2 separate regions of the Sus scrofa genome follow, and region 1 is linked to region 2. A link is a contact called in public HiChIP or PLAC-seq data. All regions are on one chromosome and are shown on one strand. The core of a region is the stretch at or near the end of the contact, and the rest is flanking DNA. Distances in the headings are between cores, read along the strand shown.

Region 1 (6,564 bases), core at 792-3,291, 74 kb before region 2:
TTTAAGAGCCTTTGTCATGGGCCCAGGCTTGTATTGCTGAAACACTTCCCTTTCTCAGGGTGGGTAAGGCCAGCAGCAGTGGTGGAGTTGGATGGATCAGCCTGGAGGGCCCGGGGGCAAACAAAGGCCCTGGCCTGACCTGAAGAATGGCCTACATTAGGGCAGAGGGTCACTGGGTCACCTGGGGGTTTGGGGTTAGTGATGGAGGGCCCCCATGCAGGCTGAGTGGTCTGGCCTGGTTCTGGCCACCAACACAGACTTTCAAGAAAGAATGGAACAAAAAGAAAAGAAATTGCAGAATGATGAATCTGGAAGCCATATACCAAAGATATCAGGTTGAGGACAGGGGACCCAGAGACAGGAAAGTTAGCCAGCTGATGCAGCTGACCAGGAGAGAGGGGAAAAAACCAGGGGCCACTTCAGCTACAAGGCTCTGGACCACAAACTGTTCAAGGACCTTAAAAAAAAAATGTTTCAGGAGTTCCCGTAGTGGCTCAGTGGTTAACGAATCCAACTAGGAACTATGAGGTTGCGGGTTCAATCCCTGGCCTCACTCAGTGCGTTGAGGATCTGGCACTCCTGTGAGCTGTGATGTAGGTTGCAGACGTGGCTGGGATCTGGCGTTGCTGTTGCTGTGGCGTAGGCCAGCAGCTACAGCTCAGATTAGACCCCTAGCCTGGGAACCTCCACACACCGAGGGAGCGGCCCTAGAAAAGGCAAAAAAGAAAAAGAAAAAATGTTTCAAACCTGGGATGAATTTGTTGTTTCAAAAGCTACTGAAAGAAATCTTCAAAATTAAAATGAATACATGTTTAGTTAAATCTACCCCCCCCCAAAGGAGATCGTGTCAAAAGTCAAGTGCAACACAGGACAACTCAACTGACAGTTACAGCTTCATTATATTTAATGTTGGATGTTGTACATTATAACATGTTTGTTATGGTGTCACCACACACATAATCTGGAAAAGACAGATAACAGAGAGTATGGAATTAGAAACCCAATGACCTCCATAATCTAGGAAACTTGGCATAGTTCAATAAGATGGAACCCATCAGGGATTCCTATGAAGTCCTGCTTCTTGGCCTTGGAAATAAACCCAGCTGGAAGGACATATTATTCTGTGACAATATTATTCTGCGACATAACATTCTGCAAAAGAGAGTCCCAAGCTCCCTGAGACTGGACAATGAGAGATGCCTGCTCAGTTAGCTAAGACTAACAGAGACCACATCAAAAGAAGTATGAGGTCCAAATGAAAGGAGATGATCCCACTATAACTTGTGTTGGAGAGGCCCTGACTATGCATACCATCTTTCGTCACCAAACTCACTTGTTGCCTTATTAACCTATTCAGCTGTTCCCATCTCTGGCCCTAGGTGGTCATCACTTCCCAGGTTTCCTTTTTTCAGAGGAAAGCACATAAGAAGCTTCTGGCTAAGGCAGAAGACACCTCCAATTTTCTTATTTTGAGCCTTTTTTCTTTCCACTCTATGCTCGTCTTATAGCTTCCCAAATCTAGGCACAGATGCAGCCCAGACTTGCCTGCAAGGGTCTCCTGGCTGCCCACCAGTTTAAACCCAAGATCTCTAACAATGCCACGTCCCTTCTCATCTTGGGAGAGTCCTACCCATGGTGCCAGCTCCACCCTGGTTACCCCCCAGCCCAGCCTAGGCAGAAGGCACTGAGGCAGATTACCTAAAATGTTCCAGGGACAAAGGGCACCAAGCGTCCTGAGCCATCCCAGCATTCCAGGTCCCAGCTGCTTCCTAGGAAGCTCCGGTAGGCATGGGCCCTCCCCCTCCATTCCCCTCCCAGAGAAAAGTGAAAATTCCCTCCTTTCTCCTGACGTCTGGGGCCCTGCAGTCAACAGAGCCAGATGACATTAGGATTTATATGAGTTTTGACAACATCAAGTCCCAGCAAAGTCTCAGGGGAGCTGGGAAGGGAGCAGGTGGGGGAGCAAGGAATGAATAAGTCTGTTCTGAGCCCCAGGACAGCCTCTTCCATTATGCATTTGTATTCATCCCGTAGCCATGGCGCTCCAGGCAGCGGCCCAAACAATACAGAGGACACAGCTGTTGAGGAGCTTACAGTCTCAAATTTTCCGCCTCAGAGTAGCCCGGAAATCCCTTCCTGAACATGCCCTCCGCAGTCTCGGCCGCAGAGCCGGCCTCTCCTGGGGGGCTGCAGGGGGCTGCGGCATTGCCCTCACACCTAGCATCAGTTCTGTGCTAGGGCCCCACCTGCCAGGGCCTCCCTTCCCCACTGCTGTCTCTAGCCAGGCCCAAGGGAGGGGCCGTGAGCATTCTTCAAGTGGAACAGGCTAGTCACACCCTGTTGGATTGGGTAGCAGAATATATAGCTAGATAGTCAAGACTTTATTCAATACACTTTCTCACAAAATACTTCCCTGGTGGCCCATGAGACCACTGCTAAATCCCTCATTTTCTCTGAGAGGGAAAGTGCAGCTGCAGAGAAAAAGTGTAGGGTCAGGGATGAGAGAGTCACAAGCAAGAGGGCAGAGGTGACACTAGAAAGGGTGTGTTACTACTCCAGCTACTGCAGTGAGCACCAGAGATGTAACCCCAGCGTGACCCCCACCCGAGGAGCGAGGGAATAGGGGTGTCCCCACCCTACCTCCACACGGTGCCTGCGGGCTGCTCCAGGGCAGTGGGTGGCACAAGCCAGCTCCCAAGGCAACTGTGGCCAGCACAGACCTGCACAGGGCTGGAGCACGAATTCCACGATTCACCAAGTTCCCAAGCACCCACTCTGTGCAGCAGCGCAGTGGAAGGAGGGGTAGACAGTGCCCAGTCAGCATGGATAGGCCAGGCGGGAGAAGAGGGGCTGCCGGTGGGAGCCAGAGGAGGACGAGGAACATGGACACAAGCTGTGTCAGGTGCAGAGGGTGACTACTGGACTCCAACTGCCCCCCTGCAAATACTGTTCTAGAAACAGTGTGAACACACTCAGCTACCAGTAACTAAAGGGAACCAGGCCAGGCCGGGCAGCATTTGTTAAATGCTAAGCAGCATGCTGGATACCTGGCTTCCTTTTTGATAGACGCCACCACAAGGAAGCCCCCTGACATCCCAGGAGGAAGGTGCCGTGAGTCCCCACTTCCCAGAAGAGAAAACTGAGGCCCAGTACATGGCAATTACTTGCCCAAGGTCACACAGAAGATTTATGTGATATGGGGGGAGGGGGCTGTTTGGCCAGAGTTCAGCAAGGTGTGGCTCAGGCTCTGGACAGCTCAGGGGTCTTTAAACCCAGCTGGTAAGGAGGATGCTTGGCTTCTGGTCTGAGCCTCTTGCAGAGGTTGAGCTGCTCATAAAAATGTATACATGTGTGATAAATGTGTGTGGGAGGAGGTGGAGGGGAGGGCACAGCCAGGTCTGGCAGCTGGCATACAGCTCTTCTCCAGCACTGCAGGGTGGCAAGGTGGCTCTGGAGATCCGGAAGTTTCCCCAGCTGTGACTAATCCACTGTGGCCTCGAGCCCAGCTTAACTTCTCTGGGCCTCCTCTTTGCCACCTAAGAACAAACTTTCTGACGAACTAAATTACACCTCAGCATAGCAGAATAAGCATGTTTTTGGAATGAGGCAGACTCTGGTTTGGATCCTGGCTCTGCTACTTATTAGCTGGGTGACCTTGGGCAAGTTAAGTGACCTCTCTGAGCCCCATTTGCCTCATCTACAAAGTAGGAAAGGAAGTAACATCTGCTTGGCAGATTTGCTGGGAATATTTTACAATATAAAAAGTGCTTACCACAATATATGGCATTACTACATATTTTACTATTGTTGTTGTTATTATGACCAACTGGCACTTTTAGGTTTAAGTTCCAAGAAGCCCTGATTTCTCCCTACAGACTCGATTATGAAAAGGAACAGCTTCATCTCCCCACATGACCTCTGCAAATGTTCCCACAACACTGAGGTTGTTCTACTTCTCACCTCCTCTTCCCTCCCTAAGTGGAGATCCTGGCACCTTTCATCTCTAGGCAGGCCAGGCTCAGACCCACCACCGCCCACCTGCACAGAGCCACAGTGCGGCCTACAACCCCCTCTGAGCAGGGCCGAGGGAGGGAGGCAGAGGAGAAAGAGCCCAAGCCCAAGCATCAGACTGTCCTGGAAATAGCTGTGTGATCTTGGGCAAGTTGCTTTACTTCTCTGGGCCTCTTAAAACAGCAAGAGCAGCCCCTCCCTGCAGTGGAGCAGGGATGGAGTCAATCAGATAACAAGGGTACACTGGCACACAGGAGGGGCTTCCTTCCAGTGGAGGGGGCAGGGCCTGCTCTCTCTCCCTGCTTTGGGTCAGTGCCAGGCTCCTTACCCAGCCTGTTTTTCTCTGTGCTCTTCTTGTTCCAAGGAGCTGAGGGCTGGACGCTCACTTGGAGTAGTTAGCAAGTTTCGGAAGCTCTTGGAGATGCTTTGAACCCCATGGCAGGAGACAGGGCCCCATACCAGCCATTCCTCCAGGGGACCAATTCGTGGGCAGTGCACAGCAAAGCCAGGAGCTACCTGAGCAAGGCCCAGATCTCCTGAGCTTCTCCAGGGGAGTTTAGCTGTGTGTCCCAGCCTGAAGCCTCCTGGAGCACAGGGACACACAGAGGTGCTAACTGTATTAATGATGAAGGCCTTCAATGCCATAGGTCCTAATCAACCCTCCGTGACTGACCGTCTGTTGATGGTCAAGAACGGAATATATGGTTAGTGAGGGAACAGGGCTTGGCTGAATGTAGATTGATTTCACCCTGGAAGTCTTCCTTTTGTTTGATAATAATGATATCATCTACTATTCATCAATTCTTGTTGGGTGCCGCTCACTTTGCCTATGTTATTTCTAGTCCATGAGTGATGCCGAGAATCAAGGATTACCCCTCGCACTTTGCAGGAAAAGAAGCTCAAACTCCAAGAAGTGAAATAACCTACACCAGGTTTCCCGCTGGGAATAAGGACAGCTGAGATGTGAACTCTGCTCCGCTTGACTCAAAGCCAACCCAGGCTCCCCATCCCCATGCTGCTAACTCTGGGTTCATGACTTCTTTCAAAGTTTGCTTCCTGCTGGGTTGAATGATAAACTGACTCTTACGCCAAGCAGCAGCCGGGTGGGCTGGCTCTGGCGAATGCTTGTTTTGTTGAGTGAGGTAGGATGCTCGTGAGCTCTACTTCCGCATCTGCTTTTAAAAAGGAAGTCATCCAACAAAAGGAAGATGCCCTGCCCTGTGTCCCCTGGCTTTTCAGCATGAACCTGGGCCCCTGGCATTGCCACTGGGGCTTGTCTCCAGCAGAGCTGGTGTCCACATTCTCGTGGGCAAGCAGCACCTGCTCTGCTCAATTATGACATTTGTCAGCATTTACAGGCTATGGCAGAAAGATCAGAGAAGCAGGAGCCTGGGGTCTGCACTCCAGCCCTGGCTCTGTCACTAACATGTGGTAGAAAGCCAGGCACCTCCCTTAACCTCTCTGAACCCCAGGTTTCTCACTTGCCAAATGGGGAAAAGTATGTCCTATCTTACTGCTTAAGACATTTTGGAGGACCAAAAATAATAGAAAGCAAATCTGAAAGTTGAAAAGCATTTGTAAATAAGAGGCATTATGCTTATTGAGATAATAATGTACATCATTAATAACAACTCTTGGAGTTCCCGTTGTGGCTCAGTGGTTAACAAATCCGACTAGGAACCATGAGGTTGCAGGTTCGATCCCTGACCTTGCTCAGTGGGTTAAGGATCCGGCGTTGCTGTGAGCTGTGGTGTGGGTCACAGATGTGGCTCGGATCTAGCGTTGCTGTGGCTCTGGCGCAGGCCAGAGGCTACAGCTCCAATTGGACCCCTAGCCTGGGAACCTCCATATGCTGGGAGTGCAGCCCTGGAAAAACAAACAAACAAACAAAAGACCAAAATAAATAAATAAATAAATAACAACTCTTGTTTATGGTACACTTACTCCATGACATTTATTATTAAAGGCTCAACAGGTACCACCACACATAACCTCCACAACAGTCCCTGGGACATGGTAGTTTTTATCCCTCTTTTACAAAACGGGAAACTGAAGCTTGGTTTCTATGCATTACAGTGCCCCAGGGTTGGTCCTGTTCTGAAACCTCTTCCCTTCAGTAGCTGTATCTATTCCCCAGGGGATTTCATACTGTGTCATGGTTATAAAAACCATCTACATGCTGGACCTCTTCTGCGCACATTATGGCCAACTGCCAAGCAGCTGCTTCTCTCGGATGCCCAATGGGCATCTCAACCCTCACATGTCCTAAGCCAAGCTCCTGACCGTCGTCTGCAACCTGAAGTCCTGCCCATCACGGTTAAGGCACCTCCATCCTCCCACCAGCCTGGGACCCAAACCTTTGACCCCTTGGCTCTTCCCTTCTCTCACCCCCCATAGAAAATCCTGTTGGCCTCACTTTCAGAATACATCCAACATCCCCACCCATCACCCCCCTGCTACCATCCTTATCCAAGCCACCAGCATCTCTCATCTGTACTGAAACAACCCCCTAATTGGCCTCCCTCTTTCTGCCCTGGCACCCCTATAATTTAT
Region 2 (6,251 bases), core at 445-2,944:
AAAGACAAAACAAAACAAAACAAAGCAAAAAACAGATAAATAAATAAAAACATGACCATAGGAGTTTTCTTGTGGCAGGTTAAGGATCTAGCATTGCCACTGTTATGGCTTGGGTTGGGTTGGATCCCTGGCCTGGGAACTTCTGCATGCCTCAGGCATGGCCAAAACAAAACAAAACAATGATAATACCATTAGCACGCCCAACAAAATTATGGTAATCTCTTTTAATTTTTTTGCTACACCTGAGGCCTGTGGAAGTTCCTGGGTCAGGGATCAAACCCGTTCCACAGCAGCAACCGCTGCTGCAGTGACATCGGATCCTTAACCCACTATGCCACAAGGGAACTCCTATAATTTCTTAAAGTCATCTATTACCCAATCCATGTTCATGTTTTCCCAGATGTATTAAAATGTCTTTTTATAGTTGCTTTGTCCAAATCAGAATCTGGTTGTGTTCCTTTTGCATATGGCTTATGTGTCTTAATATATTTTAATTTTATTTTAATCTATGATAATAGACTCTTTCATTCTTTTTTTTTTTTTTTTGTCTTTTTTGTTGTTGTTGTTGTTGTTGTTGCTATTTCTTGGGCCACTCCCATGGCATATGGAGGTTCCCAGGCATATGGAGATTCCAGGGGTCGAATCGGAGCTGTTGCCACTGGCCTGCGCCAGAGCCACAGCAACGTGGGATCCAAGCCGCATCTGCAACCTACACCACAGCTCACGGCAACGCTGGATCGTTAACCCACTGAGCAAGGGCAGGGACCGAACCCGCCACCTCATGGTTCCTAGTTGGATTCGTTAACCACTGCGCCACGACGGGAACTCCGACTCTTTCATTCTTTACCCCCACATCATTTATTTATTGGAGAAATGGAGTCACTTATCCTGTAGAATTTCCAACATTCTGGCCTTGACAGAGCATACCCTCCCAGAGCTTCTTCATACATTCTTCCATTCTTGGTATTTTCTGTAGGATGATCTAGAAGTGTGACTCCATTCAGGGTCAAGGCTGGGGGTGAGGCTACTTCATAGTTGGTGTGATGCTATGGCATCACACCTGGAGGCGCATCACATCTGGGCGCTGCACTTTGGATGATGTTAAAATAAATCAGAGGGGTCATTAACCATCATAAACCCTCTCACCTTTCACTTTGTAGTTTTAACAGCATTGATAATTAATTGTGTCTCAGATCCAATATGTCAATAGGGGCTGCAAAATGCTGGTTTCCTAATCCAATCATGTTCTTGCTCTTACTCATTTTTTTTTTTTTTCTATTTTAGGGCCGAATCCCTGGCATATAGGAACTCCCAGGCTAGGGGTCAAATCATAGCTACAGCTGCCGGCCTACCACAGCCACAGAAATGCAGGATCTTTAACCCACTGAGTGAGGCCAGGGATCTAACCTGCATCCTCATGGATCGTAGTTGAGTTTGTTAGCCAATAGCCATGAAGGGAACTCCTGCACCAAGATACTTTAAAAAGACAAAATTTTCCCCATCAACTTGATTGTTCTGAAATTATAGTCCATCCAGGAAATACAGAATAAATACTTGTTTTTTTCCTTTTATTTACCTCTTCTCAGCATAATGACTTATTCCCTACCAAGCTTGAATGAACAAAACACCCACAATACTGTTTTTTGTTTTTTTCTTTTTTGGCCGCACCCACCACATATGGAAGTTCCCCAGCCAGGGACTGAATCCAAGCTGCAGCTATGACCTGAAGCACAGCTGTGGCAACACTGGATCCTTTAACTCACTGCACCACAAAGGGGACTCCCCACAATACATTTTTAATTAGTGTCACTTAAAGAGGATTTAAAGTTTATATGATATTTCAACAAATTATGATCATTTTTCCTTTTTGATGCTCAAACTCTCATCTTTGGCCAGAGAGAGCCCCCTCAGGTGGAGTCTACATCCTTTCCATAGTCCTGAGAGCTTCCTTGTTTTCTGGTACAAGACGTTCCAGGCTTATCGTGTCCACATCCTGCTCTGGCCCTGGAGTCAGTCATTTTTCCAAGGAGCCCTGGTTCCTTTTGGTGGTAAATGGTGCTTAAAAGAACACAATCATTTAAAAAGCTCTTCTCCTGTGGAAGCAAAGCAGACAAGCAGTTCCCACAATCTCTGGTCAGATCTTTTCTGGTGCAGCCAGGAGAGACAGATGCTGCAAAGAAACCTCACCGCTTTCAAGATTTTGGCCTCTGGCTGGCCCTGCCGGAAAAGACCATGGAGAAAAGCCCAGAAAAACCAAGCCCAGCTGTCTCCGCATCCTTCCCGCAGAGCAACAGGCCAAGAACTGACAGGTGTGAGGCGGGGGTTTTCCTGGAGACCTGCTTCCTCTGCTCACCAAGCTGAGATCTCAAAGAGTGCCAGGCTTCCTCATGGAGGACCCAGTGGTGTTGTCACTAAGCATGTAATTGTGGGAGAGGAGAGGTGGATGCTCCTATGTGTTTGGTAAGGACTTTACACACAATTTAAACCTCACATCCACCCTAGAAGCTATAAACTATTTCTATCCCCATTGTACAAATGAGGAAAATGAGGCTCAAAGAGGTTACGTCTCATGGTTAAAGTCACCGTATAGTAAGTGGATGGTCAACCATGTGACCCAGGTCTCTTGGACTTTATAGTAGTGAAGCTCGCTATGCCTGGAAAGGGAGGTGCTTTTACAATATCAAAAACACTGGCAGCAACAATTAAAAATGCTGGAGTTCCCGTCGTGGCGCAGTGGTTAACGAATCCGACTAGGAACAATGAGGTTGCGGGTTCAATCCCTGCCCTTGCTCAGTGGGTTGATGATCTGGCGTTGCGGAGAGCTGTGGTGTAGGTCGCAGACACGGCTCGGATCCTACGTTGCTGTGGCTCTGGCGTAGGCTGGCAGCTACAGCTCCGATTAGACCCCTAGCCTGGGAACCTCCATATGCCACAGGAGCGGCCCAAGAAATAGCAAAAGACAAAAAAAAAAAAAAAAAAAAAAAAAAAGCTAAATGCTGTTCCAGTACCCATTGTCCCTTTCTTTCTTATGATCAGAACTCTTCTTTTATTCTGGAGAGCAATGCGCACAGTTGAAAGACTACATTTCCCAGCTTCCCTTGCAGTGTGGGGCAGCCAATAACATGTAAGCAGAAGTTGTCAGCTGGGATTTCTGGGTAAACTCCTTACAAGAGGACAGACAGCTGCAGGGTAGCCATTGTCCTCCTCCTTCCTAGCTTCCTACTTAGATTGTGGCCAAAATGACTGGAGCTCCATTGTCGTCTTAGGTCATATAAACAGCATTGAAAATGGAAGCCTTGCAGTAAGGATAAGGGAATAAAAAGATAGAAGGAGCCTGGGTTTCTGATGATGAGGAGTTGCTGTGCCAGGCTACACTGCGGATGACCAATATTCTCTCTTTCACTAGATTCTAAGACTCCCCTGAACTCTCTTCTCAACTAGACCCTGACTTTTGAGCTTCCATGTTCATCTCTACATTGTCCAGTTTTAGCAAGAGTCCTGCTAAATTAATTTAGCCAGAACTCCCCCTTCAATATCTAATTACCCTTGGTATCAGATCAGCTTCCTCATCCACCACCACCTCCATGTGATGTTTGATTGCACTGGCCTGCCTTCAGCAGGAATCCCATTAAGCCATTTTATCCAAAATCCACCTTTACCCCCAATGTTTGCTTTTAGTAATTTCCCATCCATTTACCTGCAACCCTGCTCCTTGGCTATAAACCCCTCCTTGTCCTTGTTGTACTGAGTTGAGCCTGATCTTTCTCCTCTGCTACCAAACCCCACTCCAGGGGCCCTCCTTGAATAGAGTCTTCCTTACCATCTTGAACAAGTGTCATGAATCATTTTTTTCTTTGACACCTATCTTTGAGCTTCATTTATGAGAGAAAGAAACAGAACCCTATCTTGTTTAAGCCATTCACTGGGGGTATTTTGTTCAGAGCAGAAGAGCCTAATCCAAATAGATAAACAACAATACCAGATGCAGAAGCAGCGCAGAATTCTGGATCTTTAGTGACGCTCAGCTTCAGAGCCCTATCAGCCTTCCCAAGAAAACTTTCCTTTTACATGACAGATATTTTGCAAAGTCTCCTTTATCATCTTGAAATAAAAATCAATCATATGTAACATATCCAAATCAATATCATGCCCCAATGTTATATTAGGAGAAATAAAAAGAAAGTAATGTGTATAAATATGTATTTCAATATATAAATGCTTGGGTGGGGTTGTACAAGCAGATACAATGAAGTAGTTAGATTCCAATATTTACACATAAAATCACCCAGTGTGTGGCTGCTTCCAATGCAGGCTAAGAGGGGTGTTTCGATAGTGACTCAAATACCGGAGTGGTTTCAATTCTGAAATGGCAAACAACCCTTAGTAAATTTTCAATTATAATGAAGCGAAGCATCGTCTTACCTTGATTTACAGTCAGATACATTTTTAGAAAACACAATATTAAAACCACACAAAAATTCTTTGGGTTTATATACAAAACAAAGTTCCAGGATGAGCTTATTAGGAACAGGTTTTTCATCTACATGAGTTCCTGGTAGCACAGTGAGAATTAGTGTGGGATGCAGGACAGCTTTGTGGTATAGGACTGTCCCACACATTGCAGGGGACAATGCATCCCTGCCACACCCACCAGGACTCCCCCACCAGTCAGCCTAGATGCTAAGAGCACTTCCCAAGCGCCCCCTAGTGTGTTTTACTCTGCTTGCTGAAGACTGCTGGCACTGAGCAGCTGCAAACATCACCTCTGTGGTCCCACATTGAGAGCAGAGTCGCCACAGTAAGAGCTGTGCCTGTTGCTTCATGCTTCTCCTGGATCGCAAGGGTGACTGTGGGGGTGGGGGTCATTGTCCCCATTTGCTAGATGAAGAAGCAGAAGACATTGGGAAATTGCCCTCAACAACTTAAATTCCAAATCTTTGTTAGAAGAGCTAACACAAAATAAGGAAGTATAACCATCAACACAAGTCTGTTTTATACACAAACACCTAAGCCAAGCCAAATGCTGCATATTTTTCTCATAAGACACTTGCCAATTAACTTGGGTTGACTAATTGATCCCTGGATGATATTAAACTATAATCTAACCATGCCTTGCTTTATTGTAAGAACAGAGAAGCAACGTCTTTATGACAGATTTCACCCTCTCAGCCTGAAATGGGACATGGGTAAGCAGGAACTCTCTTGAGATGCACAGTCTAAACCAGCCTTTGGCTGATAACTGCAAAAAGGAGCTTATCATAGGAGTTACTAAGAACAATGACTTGAGAGGAATCAATACGAAATACACCAAAATTCACATTTCTTCTACCAAAAAACAAGCCAGCTTTTCATCTTCTATAGCAACGTGGCTTTGCAGAACTTAGGCGTGGCAAATTTACATTTTGATTTCTTTCTTTCTGTAGGCACTGGGTGAATTCAGCTTACTGGCCTCATCCTGCTCACTGTTTCCATATATGTTTTTCATTTTAAAATAAAGAAAAATGCTTTCTTTACTCAATACTTTGCTTATATGTTTTTGCTTCCCCCCCCCCCCCGCCTTGAAACTCCCCCTGCCTTGAAACGGCACAGAATGATGCTGGTTTTGAAGCATAGGTCAGGCAGATAAAGGGTTTTCATGAAGGCACAGTTGACAGCTTCCCTCTGACTTGGCAAAAAAAGGACACTGCATGTATTGCCTTTCTACTGGGGAATAGCTCTGCTACCTGGTACCCTTACCTGCTAGCAGGTACAAGTCTCTGTGTGGTACAACGATCTGGACTTTCTTCCCTTGGATTCTGTCTCTGTCTCCAAATCTGAAACTCCAGGGGCACAACTGGAAACACAAGTTCTACCCACCAAGGCCTTTGGAAAGCAGCTCTCTCTCCCACTTCTGTCTCTCCCGTGACACAACCAAGTGCAATTATATTGGTCTTTCACTATAAACAATGAACTGATGAAGGAAGTTCTAAATCCCAGTGAGCTCTGCCAGGATGTCTCTATAACTCAGTAAACACTGCTGAATATTAATAAACAAATACACAAGAAAACCGATGAATGTGTTCTGTGCTTCCATTGACTGAGAACATGTTCTCAGTGATGGAGGCCCAGGGAGCGGCCAGGACAGGCGGCCTGCAGTCATTGGCTGTTCTCCTGTCTCACCTGCTTTAAAGGGAAACCCTCCGGGAACAAAGAGGAAATTGCACCAATAAACACAATATTACTTTAAATCCTTGATTTCCTGTATGACAGCA

What was found. HiChIP or PLAC-seq counts read pairs in DNA pulled down with a chosen protein or histone mark.
Region 1: an H3K27ac HiChIP or PLAC-seq map of skeletal muscle shows a contact between it and region 2, with 6 times the contacts expected there. The contact joins two enhancer-like sites. A contact is called at or near these places in 19 of 47 Hi-C or Micro-C datasets (alveolar macrophages, brain, embryonic fibroblasts and 10 more) and 1 of 2 datasets of contacts at active chromatin or transcription factors (skeletal muscle).

What each region holds. Positions count from the first base shown.
Region 1 is chr13:81,888,003-81,894,566 of Sscrofa11.1, reverse strand. The region is part of intron 4 of SPSB4 (SPRY domain-containing SOCS box protein 4); the gene reads right to left. Among named protein-coding and RNA genes, the nearest start is that of SPSB4, 41 kb to the right of the region's middle. Within about 2 kb of position 2,041, at least 30 of the 83 cell types and tissues checked have an H3K27ac peak or open chromatin away from gene starts, as enhancers often do. A contact at or near this core is called in skeletal muscle, where this site is marked.
Region 2 is chr13:81,813,859-81,820,109 of Sscrofa11.1, reverse strand. No RefSeq gene overlaps it. Among named protein-coding and RNA genes, the nearest start is that of SPSB4, 33 kb to the left of the region's middle. Within about 2 kb of position 1,694, at least 1 of the 83 cell types and tissues checked has an H3K27ac peak or open chromatin away from gene starts, as enhancers often do. A contact at or near this core is called in skeletal muscle, where this site is marked.